2 separate regions of the Anas platyrhynchos genome follow, and region 1 is linked to region 2. A link is a contact called in public Hi-C data. All regions are on one chromosome and are shown on one strand. The core of a region is the stretch at or near the end of the contact, and the rest is flanking DNA. Distances in the headings are between cores, read along the strand shown. Region 1 holds the start of CITED2 (Cbp/p300 interacting transactivator with Glu/Asp rich carboxy-terminal domain 2). Region 2 overlaps LOC106016488 (a long non-coding RNA gene).

The links. A called contact is a pair of places that touch in the nucleus more often than the background predicts.
Region 1: a Hi-C map of small yellow follicle shows a contact between it and region 2, with 3 times the contacts expected there. The contact joins the promoter of CITED2 here to the enhancer-like site in region 2. A contact is called at or near these places in 2 of 8 Hi-C or Micro-C datasets (F5 follicle and small yellow follicle).

The regions. Positions count from the first base shown.
Region 1 is chr3:59,505,051-59,512,970 of IASCAAS_PekinDuck_T2T, forward strand. CITED2 (Cbp/p300 interacting transactivator with Glu/Asp rich carboxy-terminal domain 2) reads left to right here and starts at 5,611. Exons shown (of 2, transcript XM_027454431.3): 1 at 5,611-5,904; 2 at 6,565-7,920. The coding sequence starts at 6,572. The coding sequence ends at 7,306.
Region 2 is chr3:59,333,977-59,341,499 of IASCAAS_PekinDuck_T2T, forward strand. It overlaps LOC106016488 (a long non-coding RNA gene), which reads left to right. Exons shown (of 3, transcript XR_001189248.5): 3 at 1-1,235. Among named protein-coding and RNA genes, the nearest start is that of CITED2, 170 kb to the right of the region's middle. Within about 2 kb of position 3,600, at least 4 of the 8 cell types and tissues checked have an H3K27ac peak or open chromatin away from gene starts, as enhancers often do. A contact at or near this core is called in F5 follicle and small yellow follicle, where this site is marked.

The DNA.
Region 1 (7,920 bases), core at 4,361-6,860, 170 kb after region 2:
GAAATATTGAAAGTGTAAAGGGAAAATGTAGACTTAGAATAAAGGCAATAAAATAATGCAATTAGATTTTAGATTGGATAGTATTAAATTCCAGGCCAGAGACACACAGATCAGTGCCTCATGCATACTGTTGTGCTGTAAAGATGCAACCACCTGGAAATCCAGCCCCAAGTACAAACCATCACTGTCTTTAAGTTGCATCAATTTGGTCAGTTGGTGGTATGAGAAGTTATATTTTGTCAGCTTTACTCATACTGAGAAGTGTCTTACTTCCTGCATAGACTCACTGATTTTAAACACGGTATTTCTATGCAGATGCAAGAAAGTAAAGGAACTGTGAGAAATGTTCTGCCTAAAAAATGTTGCTGTTGATCTGCCTAAAAAAATGTGTAAAAATGTATCCTGGACTGGGACCTATATTTGTAATCATAAACTTTTTTTTTTTTTGTAAAATTCCAATTCATTCTAATAATAAACTTCAATTATTCAGTGGACTTCAAATAAATTACTTGTCAACTATGAGTTCAATTAATTACAGAATGTACGCAGTGAACACTTTAGGTGTAATCATCCAGGTCTAATACATACTTAAAAGTATGTACTCTGCTTTCTAATAATTTTTAATTAAATAAAATATTTCATTCTATCTAAACATTTTTAAAAGCCTTTGTTGACCCAAAACAGTATTATTATTAGTTGGCTCAGTCACCAATGGAACAAATGGAACAAGATTATGTGTCTACAGCCTTGCTGGGGACTGCTTTTAATCTCTGTGCTTAATTTGAACCTGGTATCATTTGGTTTACTACAGAAGCTACTGCCACATTTCCAAAGGTACATGAACGTTTTCCTTTTGTTATTTCTGTTATTTGGTTATTTCTATTATTTTTATTATTTTTTTTTATTTTCCGCTGATACCCAAAAGAAAAGAGTAGCAAAAAAAGTCCATGTTGGGGTTCTGTGTGACAGAACAGAATGAAGTGATTCTTGATCAGTGATAGATGTATTTATGTGTTTATTTTTTGTATTCTCTTGGATTCTCTTGGACCTCTTCATGAAATAATGTTCTTAGTAAGTATTCCTATGTTTTACAGAATTTTGTTTTCAAAGAAAATACCTTGCAATAAAATTACACTTATGGACGAGCCTCAGCAGTGATTACACAGTCTTGAAGCACTGTACTGAGAGGGCGTAACAGTAAAACAACAGAGCCTATCACCAAGACTTTCTCACATGAATAAAACAACTTGGATGCAAGGTGCAAAGCCACATTCATTGTCACCAATATAAAATATACCAGCATATTACTATCTTGAGCCATCTAAACAAACAGGAAATGGTGAGTGGAGAGAGAGCAACACAATTTGCATAGCCCATATTCCTTTATTTAGAACACCGCTTTGATGACTGCATCTTCAGTTCCTGGCACACAAACATGGGATGCGAGCCCATGAAACCCTCTAATGTACTCCCAAATGGCTCAGCAAGTTCCTTGCTCCATGTAATTCTTTGCTTTTCATAAGGATTTGTTGCTAACAAACAGGCTGGTAACCACTGTTCTCAGCAGAGTAACCTCTTCTAATCAGCACAGTGATCGATTACCTCGTGAAGCCTAGCAAAGAGAAAATGAGCCCTGTGCTGACTAATGGAGAGCACATGCTCTGCTCCTCCCTACCCTGCCACCCACCTTCCCACACTAGCCAGCTGTGGGGAGGATGACACAAATTTTCTGTTGCTTTGACATCATTCCAGTAATTCCTTCTAACATAAGTCACCATCAGTGGGGTCATTACAGGTACATCACCTCACCAAACTGCAGCCTTCCCAAGAAGAAAAGGCTGCTAGAATAGGAGGGCTTATGCTGAGCTATGTAGAACGCCTGGCTGGTGCCTGGAATCAGCACTGGGAATTGTGATGGCTTTAGGAAGCTCGTACTGAATGAATTTAACTGAGTTAATACTATGTCTTCTACCATAGTCTTGACTTTGGTGCTTGACAAACAGCAGAACTTGCCAAGGTCATTCCTTCCCACCTGGATACTTGGAGGATCTCATGCCCAGGCCCATAGCTAACCCCGTGTCTGCCCTTCCCCCCAAAACCATTTAAGAAGAATAGGTCTCTCAGTAAAGCATGTCAGAAAAAGGAACCCGCCTCCTAGTCAAAAACCCTGTGTTTTCACCCCACAGACAATAAACCCACTGTTCTCCTGACAAAGGCAACTCCAGGGGAGAAAAAAAAACGCATTTTGAGAGACTGAAACAGATTTCTGTGCTTCCTGGGTGCCCATCTGGAAGAAACTTGTCAAGTTCATTGTTTTTCCTAGGGATGGGCAGTGAAACACAGCAGGCACCCAGCCTTGGAGCTGGTAGGGCAAGGAGCTGGGACCCTGCTGTGCCACAGTTGCCCCAGGGAAGGGCGGGATTGAAGGAAGCAGTGACGAGGTCAGAAGTAAGAGCAGCCAGAAAATCATGGCTTGTCATCTCAATAGAATAGCTTAATCATTTCTACAGAAGGGGCATTTCTTCCAGGATATCATTCTAATATAAAATTTCCTATCAGATAACCCTAGCAGATGTCATGAACTAGGTTTTCCTGACTGCTTTGTGTCAGCGTGGGAGGGAACACACAGAAACTCACATCCAGGGGTGATGTGGGAGAAACAAGTCACAGAGAGTTACAGATTATATTTTCAGAGTTGCAAACAACAACCTAGAGATCCAAATCCTTCCAGAGCTCATTGCTCTGTATTCCCAGTTCCAGTGACAGATCCCTAGAACCACAAGTATTCAGTTGACTTGAACATTTCCAGTGAATACCTGGAAAAACACCATCTGGGATTCTCCTTTATGATTTTCCTTTCTGTTCCACCACGCGCTGCAGGCCTGGAAGGAGTGAACTGGGCCACATCCGGAATCCATCAATTCCTGTGTGACCTTCTCATCTAAAATGTTAACACCCAACTGAGGATCCATCTTTTCCTCATTTTTCCATTGCTGTGTTTGATAGTTCTCAGGGATTCTTCCTAAATGCGCATAGAAGCTGCATTTTGCTTTCAACTGCATTCTGTGTCTTCACTGAGCATCAGTGTGAACTGTCTGCTTTCATTCCCACCCCTGGCCACCTCCAGAATTTTCCTGATACGCACTGCCCTGCTTTCTTGTTGTTTGCCTGAAGAACCAACTCAGTTGTGCAGATGACTCTGTGGACTATGGATGACAATATTGCTTTAAATAACTGTGGCTCAGGTCGGGAGTGGCAAACAGAGGAGATTCAGAGCTTGCTACCAGCTCCGTGGTGATGGGCTCATGCTTTGTCCTGCATTCCCTTAGCCGCCTGTCACCAAGTGATTTCCTGAATGGCTGTCACCAGCCATTTCCTGGAAAGTAACCAATTGATTGTGTTCCCATTTTGCTATGGCCATAAAGCCTGTAACAATGAAAAACTTGGCTCATCTTGCACCACTGTGCTGAGCCTTATCTGGACCACATTGCAACCCCCAAATGAAGAAAGCTCCATCCTGCCTGCTTCTTTGCATACGGGCTGTAAATACCTGGAGATATGTTTTATATGAGTGAGGTGCCATGGAGGCTGTGACATGCATACTATTGCTTCTGGCAGTCTCTTGCCAATTCTCCATAACTCACTTTGGCATCTGATACCACCTTCCAACATCTGAAAGCTGAAAATAGGAAATGGCATTTGCAGGGCTGTGATATGATGTGTGCCTGGCTTTAAAAAGGATCTCAAACTCAAAGCATGGGAGAGCAAAAAGGCATACCAATATCACCATGGATATGTGACATTAAACAAACCACTTGTCATGATACACAGCTGACTACTTGCCAAATGGAACGGGATCTTCTTATTATTCATTGTTTTGTCCTGTAAAACCTACAAAACATTGAGAAAGAAAAATCTCCAGAAAGGTAGTGTCACTCTTCCGACCACCCCTAGCCAGACTGCAGGCCCTGGTTCAGTAGGTGCCTTCCCAAAAGTGTACTTACAGGCATCAGAAGACCAAAACATGAAATCGTGGTGGGCATCGTATGTAATCCCTGCAGGAAACAGAGCTGCAGAATGAAGTCACTTCCTTGAGGTAACTCTGATACTTGCAAAGCTGCCTGTCCTCCAAAGGTTCTAATTCCACCCTTACCGTACCTCACAGCTGGGAGCTCAGTGGGGTGTTTTTCTGGTATCTTGCATGCATGAGGATTGTAGCAGCCATGCAGGGGATTGTCCCTCTCCTCTCCTCCATCACACCTCTCTGCACTCAGGAACCCAGCTCTGCCTCCACCACAGTGGACATGAGCTGGAGTTACCCCTCCTTTTGGTTTCACCTCCGTAATTCACTGTGGCCAGGTAAGGGCCCAAAAGGGGGCAAAAGGGCTGCCGTGTGGCCAGCATCTCCAAGGATCCCCTTTGCCCTTACTGATGTCTCCCCCCAGAAACTCTGTGCATGTCCTCCACTGCTGTGTCCTTGCACAGCACGTGGAGGGGAAGAAACTCCAGCTCAGCCTTCATGCTGCCTGCTTTGACCTCTAAAGACGAGCCTCGTGTCCGGGGAGGGTGTCCTGCCTACCGCTTCCCCGTCCTTTTTCGTTTGGCAGAGGACAAACGAAAAAGGGGGAAAGCAGAGAGGGGGAAAGCCAGATGAAGATGCTATTGAAAATAGGACAACACCCAGCTCATCCCTGCAGCAGGCCTCCCCCCATCTTCTCGGATACTTCAGCACAGCCGCCCTTGAGAGGAGCTGGTGGCCTTGGGGCGAGAGGCGCATGGTGCAGGAGCGCTGATGGCGGGGGCATTTGGGACACGCGTGTCCCTGGTGGGGCTGCACAGGGCAAGTCCTGCCACAGCATTGCGGGGCACCACATAGGTGGCAGGGCCGTGCCCAGCCAGGACGAGCACGTTTACAAAGCCCTTCCCCACGGTCTGTATTATCTCATTTTTCCTGCCAACGCAAGGAAACAATTCACAAGAAGAAGCCTCACAAAGCCGACCACAGCCCGCACACCTGGGGCGGCCGCTAAATTGCGGCCCAAAGCCGGGAGAGGAGGCAGGCAGGGCCGGAGGGGCTGCGTGTGCCCGCACCCCCTCGCCTCCCGCATGCGGCGCCCGCGGCTGTGGAAAAAGGTGGATCTCGGATCTCGCCGCCGGGAGAGGGGCCGGCCCCGGGGAGCACCCACGGGGGTCCGTGGGGTCCCACGGCGCTGGGGCCGGGCACCTGGAGGCCGGGATGCCGCCGGGAGCGGGGGCAGCGCCGGGCGCGGGGAGCCCCGCGGGGGCGCCCGGCCCCACGCGTGTCCGCGGCCGGGGGTGGCCGTGAGCGGAGCGGGGCCGGCGGGCAGCGCCCTGCGCCGGGGCTGCGCTCCGGGCCGCGGAGCCCCGCTTTGTTCCCGGGGGGAGGCGCCGAGAGGGGCGAGGGCGACCCGCAGGCACACACGTGTGGCCCAGGCGAGGAGGAGCGGGGCCCTTTGGATGCCGTCCAGCCCCGCCTGGCCCCTTCCTGAGCCTCCCCGTGTGCGTGTGTGTGTGTGTGTGTGTGTGTGTGTGTGTGTGTGTGCCCTGCGAGTGTGTGTGTGCTGGGTGTTGTTTCTTTTTTTTTTTTTTTTTTCCCTCGCTTGCTCCAGGTTTTACTTCTGGTTGCCTGTAAGGGTTTTGCTCCTCCCTTCTGAAATCCTATATTAGCTGTGGCCAAAGCTGGGTAAGAAACACAGCTCATTGTTGGCAAGTGCCGATGAGCCTCGCCGAGGAGTGAAAAACAGCTTTGGGGCTGCGGCAGCGATAATATCACCATCACGTAAGCGCCGAGGAGAGAGCCAGGGAAGCCCTCTCTATGCTGGGTGACTTTTACTGACTGATTTCACCGCCACCTTTGAAGCAAAAGAAGAAAGAAGCCGGGAGGTGAGTGCGGAGGTTGTGTAGCTGGTGCTGTGTGTCCCTTTTGTGTGCAACAGGAAAACGGGGACCGGTTAAATACCCGAGGAAAGGTGTTTCTCGGCTGCCTGGCTCAATCTCCTTATCCGTGCATTCTGGTATTTTTATTTTTTTTTTTTTTAAATCGGGACTTAATTGCAAAAGTTGCTGCCAGCGGCTAGGTGGGACTTCCTAATTCTTTGCTGGTTGCCTGCAAGTTAGCAAGAGTGCCTTTTAAAAACGCTGCCTTCGCTGACAAATCCGGGGGGCTCGGCAGCGTTTTGGACGTGGCCGGGAGGAGGCGGCTGTTGCCGTATGCAACACTTCCCGCTGATAGGTATGCACAAGTTGAAGTGGGAAGGCGTGCTGCTGGCTGGATGAGCCGAGGGGACCGGGCTTTTCGTGCCGCGGGCTCCTCTTCCTTTTTCGTTTCTCCCTTTGTGCTCCACGGCGGAGTCGCGGTAGGAGGTTTTTTTTTTTTTTTTTTTTTTTTTTCTCTCCCTCCCGCCCCCCCTCCCCAAAGCGAGGACGGCGGCACCGGCGCGGTCGCTTCTGCCAGGGCCAAGCGAGCCGCAGCGGGGCCGAGAGCGGGCGGCTGGATGTCCGAGGGGGCGCTTTCCTTAACCCGCTCGCTCGCTAACTTTCCAGGTGGGCGATGGCAGAGCACATGATGGCCATGAACCACGGGCGATTCCCCGACGGCTCCGGCGGGCTCCACCACCACCCTGCGCACCGGCTGGGCATGGGGCAGTTTCCCACCCCCCATCACCACCAGCAGCAGCAGCACCAGCAGCAGCAGCAGCAACAGCAGCAGCCGCACGCCTTCAGCGCCCTGATGGGCGACCATATACATTACGGAGCGGGGAATATGAACGCGAGCGGCGGGGTCCGGCACGCCATGGGGCCGGGCGGCGTGGCCGGGGGGCACCCTGCCGGCAGCATGCCGCCCCCCGCCCGCTTCAGCGGCTCCCAATTCCTGGCCCCCCCCGTGGGCAGCCCGGGAGGGCAGCTGAGCGCCAGCATGCAGCTCCAGAAGCTGAACAACCAGTACTTCAGCCACCACCCGTACCCCCACAGCCACTACATGCCGGACTTGCACCCCGGCAGCCACCAGCTGAATGGCAGCAGCCAGCATTTCAGGGACTGCAACCCCAAGCACGGCGGCAGCGGCAGCGGCTTGCCGCCCGCCGTCCCCCACGTCCCCGCGGCGATGCTGCCGCCCAATGTCATAGACACTGACTTCATCGACGAGGAGGTCCTCATGTCCTTAGTCATCGAGATGGGGCTGGATCGCATCAAGGAGCTCCCCGAGCTGTGGTTGGGACAGAACGAGTTTGACTTCATGACAGACTTCGTTTGCAAACAGCAGCCCAGCAGGGTGAGCTGCTGATTCATTTAAAACAAACAAAGGACTTTCTATCGGTGTGAATGAAAACATTCCCCTAGACGCGGTGTCTCACTTTTCAGTGCTTGAAAAGGTGAGAATCTGGAAAGCAAGAGTAAACTATGCGCTTGTATAAATTCTTTTTTTTTTGTTTTGTTTTTCTTTTAATTGCTGCCACTTTTTTTTTTTTTTGTAGCTTTGACATTCACGTCCCCTCCCATAGTAATAATTTCTAGCGAACTCTGCCTTTTTACGTTGTTCGCCCCCTCCCCTCCTCTCTCTTTATTTCCTCGCAGTAACATGCCCATAATTCCCACAGTGCTGAACTGTTAGATATTAATCTTGGCAAATTGCTTAATCTTGTGGATTTTGCAAACGATGATTTCCAATGACTTGAACTGCATTCAAATTCTGAGTGAACAGGGAAAAAAATCACATTAGTTGGTTGCATGAACTTTGAAGGGCAGATTCTACTGCACAAATGCTGCCATCTTGCTTAATTTTTAACTATGCATTGCAGTGCAGACTAATAATTTTCTTTTTTTTCCAAATATGCTCAACTGGAAGCTTAACAGATGTGGGCCAAACCTTTCCAGATCAGGAAAAGTAATACTGTTACT
Region 2 (7,523 bases), core at 2,350-4,849:
CAAGAATAAAACTTTGTTTATCAAAACTCCTACTCCCCTTTGTTCAAGAGTGAGCACTACTCATACAGACATTTTACAGTCTCAGGCATTTGAAAAAATTACACTGTGGAAAAATTAGGATCCTTTAGAATCAAATGTCTACTCTTGGAGTTGAAATGGGTGCATGGACCATCTAGGTTACCATCCCTTGATTAAGCTTGGAGCTGTGCAGTAGGAAAATAGCAACACTGAACAAAGACTGAGTAGATGAATGACACTTGGGTTCACAGTGTAGCACATGATGCTGGGGCTGGTTCTGTTACAGAGCCCCTCAAAGAGGACTGCAGGGCAGCGGGGTGCCAGGGCTGCTACAGGCACAACATGGTCAGGACATAGGCAGCATTTCACATAGGGGAACAAGAGAAAGGGGTTTCTTTTAGACTTTGAAAGTAGAAAGGACTATATATTTCAGTGAAATATAATCATACATTTCTATTGGTAAGACTATAGTTGAGGAAATAACACATACATGCATATTTTATATAAAGAGACTGGATCTTTTTAAAGGTTTGGGCAAGGATAATACAAGGAGGGTAGCCAGCAACCCATTTTTGCCTTAACGAGTGTCTACATATCATGTTCAGAAGAGTACACTGGGAACTTCAATTTTAATTGGACTCAGTAAAGCAGGTTTGTTCAATTAGCCCCAAAGGTCTTTCTAACACAATAATTTCAGTGTTATGATTTCATATATGTATATGAAAAGCTAGTTGTAATCATGTCTTTAACTTCTTCATAAACTGAGTTGTACTGGGGAAATAAAGATAATAAAAATCTGACACATAAACTTACTAAAAGGGACTAAATGTTTAAATTTTTAAATAAACTAGAATTTTCAGTTATGTTGTGAAATAACTAGTATTTGAAGGACAACACTGAGAATCAGAAAAGCAAATGTTAAGATAGAAATTTAGGGGTAATAAAAAAGCACTAATACTGATTAGGATGATTATGATGATTAGAACTTCCGGTATGTAAAATCATAATGAAAGTAATATAGCATAATATGCTCTCAGAAGTTATGTATTTACTTAGGCAGTAGGAAAAATCTTTTCATGCTAAGGCAGTTTATGTAGTTATAGTAGAACTTCTAAAGAAGTAAGGAATGTAGTTAAACAACCTGATGAGAAGAACAACACTCTATAAAAAAAAAAAAAAAAAAAAAAAAAAAAAAAAAAAGTTTACTGATTCAAAAAGATCTTCCAACTCCATCAAACTGGAATACAGGAAAGTAAAAGATTTATTGAGGGGAGAGGAAAACACATTGATATCAATCATTCAGAGCTAACACAGGAAAGCATGGTGACTTCAGTTGCATTCAATATTAAGATATATTGATCTGAGAGATAAATATTGACCAACATGATGCCAAAGTCAATATTTAACTTCAGAAATCATAAATCTTCACAGTGACTGTAAAGAGCAGTCTGTATCATCTGTTATATATATATATATATATTATTGCCTTTACAAGAGTATAAAAGGTTTTTAAAAAAGAGAAGCTGTTTCCCTCATTTCAAAAAGATATCTTGCCAGAGCAATCCAGATGCATGCACTTGCTTTGTCTTTTCAAAGACTGTATAATAATTGGGATTGTCTTGAAATTGAGAGAACCTGGCTATTATACTTAAAAATAATAATAAAAAATAATAAAAAAGCATTATCTTTTGTAGATTTATGTTAGCTATGAAAAGTTGACATATGCAACATGTTGCAAGATAAAGCTATTGAACAGTTTAGAACATTTTAAAATCAGCTATGAATTACGCAGTTCTCAAGGGTTTTCTTAATTTTTAACTGCTCCACCTCAACACATAAACAAGATCAATGAAACATTCATGTACATAACAGTTTCTATTATATTTACAAATTTTTCCTGCCAATATACTGTTCTATTGTCTTACAAGTAGTACTTTGCTGGTTTTGTTATAAATATTTCTATCAGTTCTGCTTCTAATATATGCGATCTGTTTCTTAACCCAACGTCTAAGGTTTACTGTGTTAAACAGGAAAATCTTTTTCTTATTTGCTATCTCCTTCCCTCCTTGCTGTTATTAAAGAGATGGCACTGATGACCACAGCTAAGGAAAGTGCAAGTTAATAAACACAAATCATTAAACAAAAAATCCCCATGGGGTAACATAATAATTTAGTTAACAGTCTTTGAGCATATCTAACCACACCAATGTTCTCCTTAATTTCCAGAGACTTCTGTTATTACCTTAGAATAATCTGGTTTTGATGACATTAAGAACCATGACAGTTAACTTCCAATGGTTCAATGGTTTATTCATGTCATCACAGTCTAAAGACATAATTAGATGTAATGGACTTTCAGAGTCAGGAGTATAGAGGGGGAAGAGCCACAAGTAGCATCATCCGGTCAACATAACAGCCAACAGCCTTCCTTCTCAAAAGCAGTTGATTTTTTGTGCCAGAGAAATCATACGTACATCTAAACCAATGCTGAGCTCAGTACTTGGTATCCCTCAAAAAACAGGCTTCAGCAGTGCCTTAGGTTAAACACTTGTTAGCAGGCACTTGTTAGAGTTAGTAGGCACTTGACAGTTTTGGTCTGCTCATTTCCATGACCCATTAAAATTTTGACTGCCAAGAGAAAACAATCAGAGGTGTCTGGAAAGAGATTCCTTTCTCAGGCTGTTTTTCATGATTTTCCCAGACTTCAGAACTTTACAGTTAAGTGATTTATTTTTATTGATACTACTCTTGTTTTAGGAGCTGTTAAGGCTAGAAACTGTGGTAATTAGTGAATATTATAAAATATCATATCTTTTTCCCCTTTACCAGTGCTAGCAACTGAGCAAACACTGATACTGGAAGTGCTCACATTCAAAGTTTACATGTGGCTGAAGGCATAACATCCAACCTTTACTATAATGGGAAGTCAAGTATTTTGTTCATTTTAAGTATCTGCAATTGTAAACAGTGGCGATGATACCGGGAAGGAATGCACTTCAGAAGAGAGAAGTCTGTAGACATGATAATACTCTGAGATAACTTTTTAAAAGAAACACACTAAGGAGAGTGGGGGGCATTTCTTATCTATTACATCACAGCAATCTGTCTTTTGAAATGTTCTGTGAGTAGCTGTATTTACAGATCCTAATTTGTGATGACTGTAGTGATAAAGAAAGGGAGAGTCATCTCAGTTGGGGAAGGGAAAAAAAAATACGGACTTGTGTTTCCACTGTGTGTAGTCGTCATCTGGCATTTGGCTGGAGTGTAATAACTTGGTCTCTCTTTGTTCCCCTGTACAGGATGAAGGCTTTAATCAGTTTTGTCAGAACGTTTGCTCAGTTAATCTCCTAGCAATGTGTGATGAATAATCTGCCTATTGACTGTCTCAGCAGTTGGTGGGTTCTCCACCCTCACCCCATGGTGAGACGAATCTAGTTTATGCTGGCTGCTCATTTTCCTTTAAAAGAGGAGCACTGCCTCCCTCCCCAGCCCCCAGCTGGCACATCCCACCCGTCCTACTACCCCTTTTAGCCCCACACCCTTCTTTTCTCCCTCACTCCCTCTGGAATCTGGAAAATGCCTCCCTCACCAGGGCTTGTCCTTGGATAATTGCTCTGTCCCAGTCACCTTGAGCTTTCATTCCACAGAGTTCTCTCTCTGCTGAGTTTTGTATCTTTATTTTCATACCAAGAAAAAGAAAATAATAATAATAATAAAAAAAAAAAGATTTAGGGTGAACAGGAAAGTTTTGGCAACAACTGTCATCACATTATCAACACAGTGTTAGTGATGAATAGCTCTGGAGCAAAGAAAATGCCATAGGAAGCTCCACTTCATTGGGACAAAAATACAAGGGCGGATCTGAGAGCTTCTTTCATCACAGACTCAAAAGGAGAAAAATAAGGAAAACCCCTAATCAAAATACTAAATCTCAGTTGCCTGCAACTGTGAATTGACTTGACAGGAAAAATAAAATAAAATAAATAAATAAATAAATAAATAATCCACACACAAAACCACTAGGCCCTGATACTGCACGTGACCACATGCAATTAACTGCCTGTGTAAAGCTCTCTGCAGAGTAGCAAACAGTGAGTTTCTTACAAGTAACTCTGATTATAACATGCTTGATAACAAAAGCCCAACAGAACACCCCTGAAAAATTGAGGGATCTAGCTCCTGACTTAAGATATAGTTTCTGAACATTCCTAAATTAGACCAGAAGTTAAAACCCCTACACGTAAAGCAAAGTAGATAATTGGAACAGCAATATGCTTTCAGTTAATAAGGCTGACAGATATGTATTAAGCATAGGGAAAGATACGAAAAATATTACCTAAAACAAGGATTTGAGGAAGTATAAATAAAGATCTTCATGACTTCCATCTGAAGGGTTCTTTCAGACCTGTCTGAAATGCAGTCCTGTGGTACATTGAGAGTACGTGGAGAAGCAGTTAATGGAACACCACAGTTGTTATAGATCTTCTCCTGTGTATGGGTAAATCTGCCTTAGACTAAACTCCATTTCTGATAGCCAGATTTCACCATACTGACCTATGTGAAGGCAAAGTTCTTATATTTAGTATGCAGTTTGGATTCAACATCTCCCTCACTTTTTAAAGGTGCTTTATTTTTCCCATTGTTGATTCCAACCTAGGAAAAAATAAAAATAAAAAATAAAAATACAAATAAAAATAAAAATAAAATGTCCTGCTTTAGTATGGTTCTGTATTGTCCTACAAGATATAGCAATTTAAACTGTTTTTGTCTGATCTAAGTGGTAGCAAAAGCCACTTGCCTTCTGTGTGTTCCTGAACCCTATCCAGCTCCCACAGACAACCAAAATTTTAGTCGGAATTTATACCATCTACATTGCATACCCTCCCTTGCTGTAAGGTAGTGGATCTCTGGAGAGACTCTCAGTCATCTTGACTGTCCAGCCAGCAGGGCTGATCGGATAGATGGAGTCAGGTATAGCAGTTCGGTTCCCAGTACACAGCAGTAAGCATATCCCCAAATGTGTCCTTGCACATTTGCATGCGGGTCTTACCCAGTGTTTTCCCTAAAGGCATAGCAACTGAATCATCTCAGAGCAAACAGATGGTCAGCAAGAATATGATACATGATGATATCTGTGCATAAAAGTATGCATATTTGAATGTGTGTACATGCCTCCTTAGAACACAGTTTCACTGCCTTTTCTAGGGACTTGGGGAAGTTGTTTTCAGCTTGAATTTAGTGTCAAATAAATCTGGTTTATAGGTCACTTGTGATAGCTTGTGACTGAGTTGCATGGCGCTGTGAAGCAGATACCATCACATATTATATCTTCAAGAATTCCTGGTGAAAAATAAGCCAAGCATTTAATTTCTGTTGATTTTTAGCTTTGAATCTCTTGCAATGGGCAAAGTTGCTAAACTAAATAAATTGCTGCATAAAGCACCTGACGAAAATGAATTATGCTAATAGAATGGGTATGTTAGCTCACTGCAGATGTACATCTCATGGTTCTTGTTTACACCTTGGCATCTCATTCACACATTCCTGAGAGAAGGATCAATCAAATGTAGGGCGCTAAATAGTATGCCTTTAATTAACTAGGTTTCAGAAGTTTTTACGAGTCCAAAAAACAGCAAAGATGCTGTTTGGATTGTTTGGATTTCCCTTTCCAGTGTTAAAAAGATCCTGCCCTCCAAATCTCTGTGTTTTCTCCCCAGTCTTTGCCTCTCCTTTCTGAATCTCTCTCTCCGACTGCTTCCTTCTGACAAACACCATGCATTAAAGTTTCTCATTCACCAGGTCATTTGCCATTTCATCAGCTTCTTCCAAATCAGCTCACCATCTCCTCAGAGATGTTTTGAAGAGCTCTGCAGAACCTTCTTGATGAATTTTCTTGTCAAAAAGCATCACATTTTTAATGAAGCATTAACAGAAATGTTACAGCATGGGAAAATGATGTGAGAGGACAAGCATATGGGAAGAAGCAAGCATGCACCTTTTCAGCAGCACACCTGAATCAATCCAACAGCTCCCCTTTTCCAACAGTGCTTTCATGATCTAAGTCTTTCCCCTGCATTTGCAGACTAGGTACCACACTTAGGCGCAAGCGCTTCTCTCAGCGCTCTCCCACTAGGATTGCTCTGGAGAATAGATGTACAAGGAGGGAAATTCTAGACAGCTCCATTGATTTAATCATTTAATCTCCTTGAATCTCTGTAGTCATTAATCATTTTCAGATATATATATGAACACTTTTTTTTTTCCAAACAGCCCAGAATTTAACATTTTAGGATCTATATACTGGAATGGAAAAGCAAGGCTTCTGTATTTTCAGACCAATCTGCCAATGTTTCCAGATCTCCCTCTGTATGCTGCAGCAGAAACCTTATCACCAGTTTTGCTGTTATGATGTTTTTTATGTGTGCTGCCTCTTTTTTTTTTTTTCAGTCAATAAAGTTCATGACTACTCACTGGTCTTGCAATAGATCTCAAAATAATTCTCTCTTAAACCAACAGTTTCAGATCAGTCCTTCACGTTAACCCCAACAGGCCAATGTCAACAACTGATCTGATCCCACTTTTCCAAGAATAAAATCTACTCCTCCAGTCTTAGAAGGCCACAAGACTACAGGGTACAAACAAGCTGTCACATAAGAGAAAAAAAAAAAAAAAAAAAAAGGTCCACGAATGCTTGCTCTATTTTCCATAGACTCTCATGCAGTTTCCCTGTACTCAGCTCCTCCTTCCTCTTCTGCCTTCATTCTGTAGGCTTCTCCAGACTTTTTATCTGAGGTAAGTGATTGTCAGTTTATTCAAGGCACTTATATTTGCAAGAACTAGCACAGACCTCTCACATATTTGGTCTAGGTGTGATAAGAACATTTGCTCTTTAAACATTAGCCCCACTTAAAACCTGTCAAAGACACCAAGCGGTCCTGCAGTCCATCATCTATTCTGCAGTGCAAGTGAAGCTGGGTGGTTATTTCCATCAAATCAGATGTTAATATTGCTGCCCCTGAACAGCCACAGCTGGGAGAGTTAGGCAAGATATAAATATATGACATGATTTGTCCTGTACAAAAGCAGCTTTGTGCTCCTCCATCCATTGGAAGTAACCTGAAGACTATAGATATAACTATTCTACAGGGAGGCCACAGCCCCTCAGGGCTGAAATTAAACAGTGCTGGGTTGGATTAGTCACTGAACCTACATCATCTCCACTGTTAAATTTCTAGAATTGTTTTGACCCTGAACAACTTGTACTTACCCAAACAATTTTCAGGAAGACTTCCTGAGTTGGCACAGGCCAGGAACTCTTCCCATCAGAGTGTCTGGCTGCAAGGACCTTTCTCACAGGGTACAACTGTATAATCATGTGGATGTGGGCACTTCAGTGCCAGGTGGCTTCAGTGGTGGAGAGCTGGACATGTCTCATTTACTAATTCAGATGTAGCCTTGCTATCTAATGTACTCCTGTGAAGTTGAAAGAGGAAACTTCTGAGGGA